Regions from separate parts of the Zea mays genome. Here region 2 is linked to region 1. A link is a contact called in public Hi-C data. All regions are on one chromosome and are shown on one strand. The core of a region is the stretch at or near the end of the contact, and the rest is flanking DNA. Distances in the headings are between cores, read along the strand shown.

Region 1 (5,326 bases), core at 65-2,564:
TGAGAACCGGCGGTTGACGGTTGACGCGCCCACCGTCAGGATCCATGGCGCGACGTTGACGGCGGTGAACTCGCCGGGGCCGGAGTTGCCCGCGGAGGCAGAGACGACGATGCCCCTGCGGACGGCGCTGAACGCTCCCACGGCCGTGCTGTCGCTGTAGAACGGGGGCGCCTGGCCGACGGCGCCGAGCGAGACGGAGAGGACGTTGACCCCGTCCTTGATGGCCTCGTCGAACGCCATGAGGATGTCCGAGGACGTGCACCCCCTCGCCCAGCACGCCTTGTAGGCAGCGATGCGGGCGCGCGGAGCCATGCCGATGGCTGTGCCTTTGGCGTAGTCGAAGAAGGCGGCGTTCGGCACGGCGGAGCCCGCTGCCGTGGACGAGGTGTGCGTGCCGTGGCCGTTGGTATCGAGCGGGGACCTGGAGTCCGTCTCGTCCACCGCGCCCCCGCCGTGCGCGGCCTCGTACCCCAGGCCAAAGAACTTGGCGCCGACGAGCTTGTTGTTGCAGTACGCGGAGGCGTTGAACGCCGGCGTCGAGACGCAGCGGCCGCGGAATGTGCTGGGCGGCGGCGGCAGCGACGGGTCCGCGGCGAAGGACGCGCGGTCCTTGGGGTACACGCCGGTGTCGATGACGCCGACCACGACGTCCGTGGCGCCGCCGGACGCCTGGAGCAGCCCCGACGAGTCCGAGAGGCGCAGGAACGACGGCGTCAGCGTGGTGTGCAGCTGCTGCGTCGCGTCGGGCACGACCGCGAGCACGGCGGAGCGCCGCGAGGCGAGGTGCGCGGCCTGGGCCCCCGTCAGCCGCGCCGCGAACCCCGTCGCGGCGTGCGCGTACGAGTAGAGCAGCCTCGGCGCCGGGCGCGCCACGCGCGCGGGGAGGTGCTCGCGCAGGAAGGAGCGGTACGCACCGGAGAGCGCGCGGGGGCGGGTCGCCCGCGGCGCGTGCGCCGGCGCGACATGCACAATGTACGTGGACACAGGCTCCTCCGCTTCGGACTCCATGGTCGCCACCGCCGCGGAGACAACGACGGCGGCGGCCAGCAGGGCGCATATAGCGAGCCTTGCCATCGGTGGCGTCTGGGTTTCACGTGCACGTGCACGTGCAGTGGGAGAGATGGATGTGTTGTGGGAGGGGATCCGTGGCGTGGTGGAATCGGCGGAAGGGGGCGCCAATAAGTAGGCGAGCTTGATCGGATTCGGACGAACTGCTCATGTGCCGGCTCGGCTTGTTGTCTGCACCACACCTTACGGAGGTTGGGGTCACTCACACCAACACGGCAAATAGGCGGAGGTTGGCATTAGCACGTTACTATCACTGAAGCACGACCTGCGCGCGATGCTTTAAAATTACAAAGCGCCTGGAAATGTCCCTACGCGTGTTGATTATATTACGACTATTTTAATGGATCTAGATACAAAATAGAATATATAGACGAATCTTTTAGTTGGAGTCATAACAATACATGATCATGACTCGTACTCTCTCAGTTCATAAATATATAACACTGTTAACATCTTTTAAAAACTTTAAATACTCGTCTTATTTAAAAAAATAATGAATTATCATTTATTTATTTTTTGATTTGTTTTATCATTTAAGTTAGTTTGTGCTTGACTTAAAATTTTATATTTTTGAAAGAGTATTTTGAATAGGACAAGTGGTCAAAGTTTTCGAAAAAAATCTGTATCATACATTTATGAACGGAGGTAGTAGTTACGTGAGGCACAAGGCCTAACAAAGTAGTTTCCTTTTCTAACAGCTCGTCAATCATATATTCCCTCCGTACGAAACTAAAATTCGATTTAGATTTTTAGTGGGTTCATACAACAATTAATGTATATGTTTTACATATGTGTCTAGATTCATCAACATCCATTTGAATATAAACATAAAAATAGGAAATAAAACTAATACTATTTTGAAACGGAGGAGGTATCACTAAGTTAAGATTATTCTTAAAATTTTGCATCTGTTATGTGTAAACAAAGTTTTCATGAATCCGTCAGCTATTTGATCTTTTGAAGCAATCAGTCAAATTTTCAACTGTTTTTGCTATTTTTCAGACATAAAGATAATCATTTTCAATATGTATAACTTGACCATGAAACATTGGATTTACAACAAGATATGTGGCTCCTAAATTATCACATCATAAGCATGGTTTATCATCTTCCATAATGCGAGGTTTCTTAAGATAGATTGCACCTAGAGAAATTTTGTAGTAGCATTAGTCATGTCTTTATATTAATCCTATGTACTTGACCTAGATACATTTTGGGATCCTAAGTGTGCCTTGGGGACGGCAGGCCACCCCAAAACATCTCTAGATGACACAAGACTGAAGAGAGGTGAAGAAATAGGTCGAGGAAAACTAATACTAGAGCTAAACTAAGCCTAGATTACTCATACTCCTAAGGAATATAAAGTACAATGCAAATAAGGTAAATTTGATAAGTATGTTTAGTTGGATCTATTGTGAGGGTTAATCGACCGTACCCATTTATTTATATATGGAAGAGGTCTAAACCTGCTAGAAATCGGTTCTCAAGTTAATTCCGCAGAGTTTATTAACAAATCCATCATAGAACCAGAAACTCTAAACGATTTTGCGCACGCGTGGACCATCCGCGCCTCCACGATAGACTGTTCAGATGCGGATCGTTCCACCTTAGGACTGGACCATCCGCACGGTCAAAAATGGTGATCAATAGTAAGCTTCACTGCTCCTATTGTATTTTAGTCTACTTGGTACCAGGATTATATAGCTTGTATTTATTCATCGAACAGGGACGCGTTAGTTTGGTGTATAAATGCGTCCGTATAAAATCGTATTACGCTCAATTTCTAAATGGCGCGACGACGCAGCCCTCTTGCATCACTATGACTTAATCAACAGCGACATCTCTCCAGGCCATGCATGTATCTGTATCTCCGTGGTCATCACAGCACATCACACGCAAGGGTCGGGACGGAAGCAAGTGCGTCCTTGTTGTCCGTTGCTGTACTCTTGTTCCGTATAAAACCCAAGTGGGCATGCAAAAACCGAATCTGTAGCGGACAAGGTAAACTATTAGGAGCACTAATAATGGTGGGGCCTGACATGGACTGTCGACCTGTGATTTAAAAGTTGAAACTTCGACGAAACATGGAGAGAACCCTAAGCTAAGAAAAAAAATACTCCCTTTTTGGTTCGTTTTTATTTATCACAGTTTATTTAAAAAATGAACTAGCGATCGATAAATATTCGATAATGTGATAATACAGAAGAAGAAGAAGAATGAAGGAGATGTTTCTCAAATGAATAATCTACTTAAACGAGCCGGCCAAATGTCGACTTGATATGGTTACTCTTTAATAATTACTCCGTCAAAAAGAAAAACTATTCAATGGTTTCCACGCTTTCCTTTCGGGGTTCTCTTAGGGTTCCCGATCGATGAAGCAGGCCAGGCCAAGATGCATGGCCTCGTCTTCTTCAGGACGACAAGACCCAGGTCGCCAAATGTGGGCTCTCGCAACGTGATTCCTTCCCTATTGACTTGCGTGCACTATTGCATTGCATTACTTGATGGTGTACAACACGGGGGGGGGGGGGGGCTCTTGTCCTCATTACTTTTGATCATTAGCGTTTGGTCATAGGATACCTCTAAATTCTTGTTGGTCATCGCCCACTCTAGTGAAATTTATCCCTTTGTCTACGTTGTGATCTGCACAAACCTACGACGCACCTGTCAAGAACTACGCTAACAGAAGTTCCAGCTTGTCTTCTTTGGGGGATATGTCTGCTATTTTTTTTAATAAATATTTTGCAATTTGCAACCTTTGCTCCTGGCTTTATCTGCTAATATATCACTCTTACGTTGAATGGAACTAGTAGAAACTCTGGGTTCCGGTGGTGGAGTTTGATGTCTGGCCCATCTCAATGCCAACATTCACCTCTGGAGGATGAAGAATTAGAGGCAATGGTAGTTTGTTGGTAGTCAGAGCAATGAAATGAAATCCAGCTGTCGTTTGGACTAAAGCCAGCTATTTGGCCAGATCTCTGCCAGTCTAGCTTCCTGCCCAACCATTATCATGGCATCTATGGGAATGACTTGATTGTATTGCATAGAGGTGGTTGTTACATATATAAACATATAACCCTAACACTATTGGACCGACAGCCCAACGTGGTGTCGGCCTATACACAAAGTCTAACATCCACCGCAGTCGCAACAGGGCCACCACACACGATGAGACTAAAATAGAAGCCAAAGGTAGGAGACGACTGGTTGAAATCCCCCGCAGTCGCAGTGACGTGAGGGTGCGAATGTTGCGGCTGGAATAGAGACCGGTGTGCTCTCTAAAAAGACAATATCCCAAAGATGCTGAGGTAGACGAAGTCGAGGTGGTCGTGGTCGGGAGACACGCAACAGTAGCCTGTTCTTCGGGAAGGATCGACGTTCGAGCGTCAACGATCGGTGAGGCAACGCAAAAGAAACAACAACAGCCTCGAGGAGCCCCGCCGTGGAGGCCGGCGGAAGCACATGCGCTTGCGTCGGTCAGGGTGGCTGCGTCCACGATAGAAAAGAAGGGGTATCGACGGATCTGGTCGGGAAAGCCACGATAGCGACGGATCCAGCCATGAAGACGACGATCCGGTCAAAGGGACGATGGATCTGGCCGGAAAGGTCGCGACAGCGGTGAATCCGACCGGAGAGGCCACGGCAGCGATGAATTCAATGAAGGCAATGAAGGGGAGGGCGACGGGGCGGTTCCATCGGTGCATAGGTCTGCGCTGGGCCTGGCAGGGGGGTCGACGACAGCGACGAGAGGAGCGTGAAGGGGAGAGAGGCGCTGCAATGACAGCTCAAGCGAGGAATGCTAGCAGTCGGTGCGCCGAAAAAGAAAACACAGTGTGGTGAAGAGCACGCGGGTAGGGAGGTCACAGCGTGCGCAGTAGGGGGAGGACGCGACGTGCGCAACAGGGGTTTATGCCCATCGGAGCTGGAGGTCCCCAGGAGGAGACCCGCAGGGGAAACCCACCAGAGAGGCAACGGTGACGGTGCCCAAAGCGCTGGCGGGCAGATATGCGCCCATGGTGGCGGCGGCGGTGCTGGTGCCCAGGGTCGCGACGGTTAGCTGGCCGGGAGCCGGGCGAAGGAGAGGGGGAGAGAGGATACGCCGGAGTAGAGGGTTCATGGCTGCGACACGGGGGAAGAGGGGCGAGCCACACGGCCCGCGACCTGGGGCGAGCGTCGCTAGCAGCCGCGCGTGCGATCGTGGGCGCGAGATGCGGACGTGCCAGGGGAGCAGGAGAGGGGGCCCGCGGTGCTGCCGGAC
Region 2 (6,061 bases), core at 3,515-6,014, 150 kb after region 1:
TGCACATAAGGGAAAATGGCAGGGAAATTTGCAGTGTGAGATCCTATGCAGCATGCCAGCATCATAAGCTCACAAAATAAATAGTACTGTAAATGATTAAATGGTTTATCAAATAATTGCAGGTCTTGACTCTTGAGAAGTGCTCTATACATAAAGCCATTTTTTCTTTTTTAAATATACCAACATTCCATAGCGCTTTTTAAAAATGTGTGCCTAAGCTTGCATGATCGTTTACGTGTAAAGGGCTGACTGACTAGGTAATGGCCAAATTTGGGATGGTCTTTAATAACAGAATTCGTGAAGGCATAAATGATCAATAGGCATTGCACACCTCAAAAGATCTTCATAGAAATCTGGGTGATCCTTCAACTCAGCATCTGGAATACAAGCATACTTTGGACCCAGCTTTTTGCAAACAGAATCAGGTTGTATATCTGAGAATATGTCAATATAACGTAATAAGTAATCAAAAGACAATAATTAAGCAGTAACTACCTGTTAGCAAATCATAAAACATAAAAACTGTAAACACAAAATGTTACTTCACTCACATAATCCAAAGGCATAAAGATTCAGATCTTTAACCCTCATTATTCGCATGCTTCTGAAACCCATTCCAACAAGGACCTGCCAATTTAACCATCAGATGCATGTGTCAACTGGGGGCAGTGTACCTAGAAAGCATCAGAATTATATATGTTCTGTAGGTCATTGTGATGTTCATAATTTCATATGCAAATATGAAAAGAAATATTGGCCATAATAAAACAAAAATCCACAGAAGCAAGCTTGAAAAAGGACCTCTGTAGTCAGATTGGAATTGTCTTTAAGTAGAGTGGGGAACTTGATGCCAGTTTTCGGTTCTGTTACATCTTCTCGCAAGAGTACTCTTGGCACAGCAACACACGCACAACCTGGACGGATTTCTTCCGAGTATGACTGTCCAGCAGGGGATGTTCCCACCATCTTTTCTTAGTGCCATTGACTCAGCCAGCATCTTCGGAGATCTTGTCCACGGATAAAAAGTTGTTAACAAAGCAAAAACGAAAAAAAAAACTTCCTAAAAAACAAGTGGCAAAAGTAACATCTGCCAGCTGACAAAACAGCATGTGGTGAACTCATACATGTTTTCAAATGGTGGTACTACAGTAGCGGCAGCCAACATAAGGATGTTGCAGGCATGATGCTCCTCCACCTCCGTCCACAGGCGTCCAAAAGTTGTGCTTGCAAGCCTCGCTAAAAGCATCTGTACAGCATGATCTTTTCTTAATTGTGAACCAAACTGTAGTCCTGGTAAATGCTGCAAGCAAGAGGCCACTTGCTTTATGTGTGACCGACAAACTCTTGAACTTGAGCCTGCAGCAGCTGATAGCCTTTGGAATAGCTTAGGATTCGATGCTCTAGAAAACCAGAAATAGAAAGCTTCAGCAAACTTGTTCAAACAGCTGAATGCTTCCTGAACTGTGCCACTCCCCGTAGCACATATATGCCTTGGATGTTGAAATGAACATTCAACTAAGTTTCCGACTTGTGATATCAATCCTAACCCAACATCATGAGATATTGGAGAGTCGATTGGCAACATGGGGAGGTAAGCTCCATTATGATCAAATTTGGAGAAAATAGACCAATCTTTCATAATGAAATCACTTGCTTCCTTGGACGATGTCAGGGAGTTTAATAAGAGTAAAACTTTCCTGAAGCTGCCAATTGGAGCAACATAAGTGAATCAGGAAACAAACATAGCAACATGTCAATTGCATGCATGCTTACAGGGAACTTTTTTTTTACTGAACATAAATAACTATTTTGCAGCAGCATTTGCATTTAGACCTTAACATCACAATTTAATCGTCTCGAAAACATTCAGATCGATACATATGAAATAATACAAAAAAATATCGCATCAAAATTGCAACTGGATGTTCTCAAAGTATTTTGTAAAAAAAAAGTAGAGCTTCTCAAACTAGCTCCAAAAATACTCTTCTCAAACTGTCACCTGAAAAACAAAAAGGACAAACCCATGACCTCAAAGGTTTTTTTTTTTGAAAGGGAGAGGCAAAAGACTTGCCGCTCCAATATATTAGAAGGAGTAGAACTAACAGGAAATTACAAGAAACCAAGACGACTTACAAGACTAGAAGCGAACTCCTGAACAAATTTACTAAGCGGACCTACTAGCCAGCTAGGCCATGGAAACAACCAACTAACTCTTTGACCACTAGCGCGACCTGCTCCGCTGATTTAAGCTGACTGTGAAAGATTCTATTGTTCCTCTCTAACCAAATGCTCCACCAAAAATAAATGATAAGGCCATCAAAGGATCTTCTCGAAGGCTTGTTGCACCTACTTCGCAAATTTCTCCACCAGTCGTACAATGAATCAGAGCCATAGATCCCCTTAAAGGACGAAAGATTCGCCCAAGACAAGATTCTGTCCCACACCTCCCTGCTGAAGGGGCAGTCCTTGCAGAGATGAACCGTCGTTTCAAAGGTCGAATTACAGAGACAACAAGAAGGATTGTGAGGCCATCCCCTTTTCTGAAGGTTCTCTGCTGTCAACACTCTATTGTGTAAAAGAGTCCAAGCGAAGAAGCGACACTTGGGTTCAGTTTTGCTTTCCAAATGGAACAGATTTTCATTGTGCAGAAGTTTGTTGAGAACTGAATGTTATATGCGCTGCTTGCACTGTACTGACCATCAGTCATCCATCTCCAAGAGATGGAATCCTCCAAGTTATTAAGTTCGTGCATACTACTGATAGCCTGCCATAGGGTTACAAAATCTTTTATTTCGTCTTCTCGTATGCATGGCAGACATAGCTGAATCCAGCTATTGGCTCTAAGAGCATGAAAAACTGAGATGTTCTTCTTCCTTGCTTTCATGACCTCAAAGGTAAACAAAGCAAAACAGTGATCTATCTGTATATACTAAGTTCTCACTGATCAAAATTAATACCTCGACGAAACGAGCCTGACAGCGCCTCCAAAATCTCACCCAGTTTCCAGAAGATCCAAAAGGCCCCGACCCAAGCATGCCAAATGAACATCAGAATGCTAGGATCTCGATGTCGCTCCAGGATTCACATTCACACAGAAACAACCCCCAGGGGCCACCACCCAACCTCACCGCGCAGCACCAGGCAGCCAAATGCCCAAATCACAACACAAACCCCACCTTCCCCCCAGACGACCGCAAGAGATCCCGCATTCGCTGCTCTGGCCGCCATTCCACAAACCAAAAGCGCCGCGCGCTGGCGGGATGGTGACCGTCGTGCTCGTGCCGCGCCGCCTCACGCTGCGACGGGGCTAGATACGAGGCCTAGGACTCCGCGCTTCCCTTATCGGGGAGACTTTTGGATTATAAAACACGGTAGATTTGGATTCGTCGAAACGGAGGCGTCGGCGAGGATTTCGACGATATGGAAATACAGAGAACACGAAGCCGCTGATATAGACTCACAATCGTTATTAGCCGTTGAGGAGAACCATTAATCATGCTCCGTCGCTGTCCGTCCGCGCGCCGTTTTCTTCTCCCGTCAGAACCGGTGTCGCCGCCCCTATGTGGTCGTCGGCGGCGGAGGTGGAGTCCGGTGGCGATGTGGGCGGCAAGCTGGTGCACTTTGATGGGCCGCTGGCGTTCACGGCCGACGACCTGCTGTGCGCCACCGCCGAAATCATGGGGAAGAGCACCTACGGCACGGTACCCTGTGAGCGCGTCGAAGCCGTTGATGGGCGCGGCCGTCAGCTTGCGGAGGCGCCGGTGCTCGTCGTGCGGCATCGCCACGAACGACCGCGGCCCGACCAGCGCCACCGTCGCCTTGGGCCACCCCGTCACGAACGCGTCCTCGTCCATCAGCACCTGCTTGCACGCCTCCGCCGTCGTCATCAGCACCGTCAGGCTGCTGAACATGAAGCCTTGGTACACGCCCGTGCGAGTGCGACCGAACCTGCAATTAATGGTGCATCCAGGTCAGATGGTCTGGTTGCCTGTCTATCTGACTGTTCGTCTGTTTGATCAGCACAACTGATTAATGGTGATGAGCGAGCTCTTGCTTAATCTGCCTTAATAAGCTGTTTCAGTTCCAGACTTTGCAGCAGCCATTCAGGGCGGGCAAAGGCAAAAAACGACAGCATCCATCCATTGAGACTGCGAGGAGGAGCAAGCGAGTGAGCAACACGTATCATACATAGGCCCATCTGAACAGGAGGGTTCTTCGTACCACATAAATCTAGCTCAGAGAGAGAGATAGATAGATGTTCAGAACATCACGCACGGTGTTTAGTGTTTACTAGGAGCATCGAGCATGTATCCAGGAAAGGGAGACTGTCAAAGAAGGCGTCGGGCTTGCCGGACTTGAAGGCGCGGAGGAAGGCCCACATGCCGCCGACCAAGGGCCACCCCATCTCCCCCGGCGGCAGCCGCGCCGCCGCCTCCCTGTACCACCCGTGCGCCCTCCGCGCCGCGGCGTCCACCACCACCAAAGCCACGCCGCCGACCAGCACCACCTCAGCCGCCTCCCTGTACCACCAGTGCGCTCTCCTCGCAGCGGCATCCGCGAGCACCAACGCCACGGCCCCGAGCAGCACCGCCGCGGCCGTCCCTACACCCAGCATCCCGGCCGATTGAGGGGGTATGGATGGGAATGGAACGATGGACGATGCTGTTCGACCTGGAGCTGGTGCGCGACGCTGCCGCCGGGACGGCCGCGGACGAGCAGCTCATGGACACGCTGAAGCTCGCGCTGCACTGCGTCGACCCGGTGGAAGAGAAAAGAGAAAGGATGGAGACGAGTCACGGCGTTAGATGCAGCAGCTTAATAGCCCGTCTCTACGCATAAAAAGATTTTGAGTCTATTGATTTTTATAAATCTGTCGCGTTTTATAATGTCAAAAATCTCTTGTCCGGGCGCCGCAGCTTGGCGTGGAGTGATGGTCGCTTTCTCGCCGGATTTGGGAGCAAATCCAATTCAAGGGGGGACTAGACTTGGTAGCGGTACCGGACTGTGTTGAACAACGTGCTCTAAATTTTATTCCTAAAGGCTAGTTTGAAAAGCACATTTTTTTCCAAGGATTTTAATTTTTCTAAATAAAATTAATTCATTTTTTCTTGAAAAAATAGAAATCACATAGAAAAATAAAGTTCCTAAACTAACTCTAAAAAATATTCTTCGTCATTTACAGTACACTTTAAAAGATTATGTCATCTATATATATTCACCGTCTCCAACAATATCCTCTAAATTTAATCTTCTATATCTTATATTATATATTTTCTCAACAATATTAATATCAATTTTAGAACCCATATTTTTTAACAAAATATTGTCTATATAGCAAATCATTTTAAACATATATTAATAAATATGTCATTTTCATATCTTCATTGGCTTTCTTTTTTATCGGTCCTTGATGTTGTGCGGTAAAATATCCCCTTCTCTCCTTGCGTTGCTTTGCTTCCTATTGTCGGAGTGGTGACCTGCTGGTGCTGCCCCCAGTTGCTGGTCGTGTTGTGCAGCAGCAAGGTGGTGGAAGAGAGCATGGGGATTGAGGTTGTCATCAAGGCGGCGGAGATCGAGGATACCATTGCTCCCAAAGTTCCAGCGCTACGCCCATGGTTCAGTGTTTTGCAGGTGGCGCCGACGCAGGAAGGTACGCTGCTAGACCCGCCTAGCTCCGGGAACCTTTTCGCGACGGACTCGACTGCACTTGTCGGGCTCCAACCCGTGGCGTGGAATGCGCGAGGGGAAGCTTCCACCCCGGCGGCGCGGGAGGGAGAGAGAGTGACGTATCGCGAACTCCAAGAGGAACTCCACATTTAGGGCTAGTTTGGGAACCCTATTTTTCCAAGAGTTTTTTCCTTGAGAAATTGGAAATCTCACGGAAAAATGGGGTTGTCAAACTAGCCCTTAGAGTGTCAAACGACGCACGCTAATTTTACTGGTCTTGCATTGTTGGATAGATAAAGTAGCTCGGCACCCTCCAAATTTAGGGGCCAGAACTATATACCGCTCCTTGTTAGAGACAGTCTTAGTGCATGTACATCTTATCTTAGGGGTATCA

Evidence for each region. Hi-C and Micro-C count contacts between places; a contact is called where the count stands out from the background.
Region 2: a Hi-C map of ear shows a contact between it and region 1, with 2.7 times the contacts expected there. The contact joins the enhancer-like site here to the promoter of LOC103654203 in region 1. A contact is called at or near these places in 3 of 25 Hi-C or Micro-C datasets (ear, leaf and tassel).

What each region holds. Positions count from the first base shown.
Region 1 is chr4:181,704,749-181,710,074 of Zm-B73-REFERENCE-NAM-5.0, forward strand. It overlaps LOC103654203 (subtilisin-like protease SBT1.4), which reads right to left and starts at 1,315. Exons shown (of 1, transcript XM_008681035.4): 1 at 1-1,315. The coding sequence starts at 1,074.
Region 2 is chr4:181,855,642-181,861,702 of Zm-B73-REFERENCE-NAM-5.0, forward strand. It overlaps the pseudogene LOC103654207. Among protein-coding and RNA genes, the nearest start is that of LOC100193828, 53 kb to the right of the region's middle. Within about 2 kb of position 4,765, at least 10 of the 20 cell types and tissues checked have an H3K27ac peak or open chromatin away from gene starts, as enhancers often do. A contact at or near this core is called in ear and leaf, where this site is marked.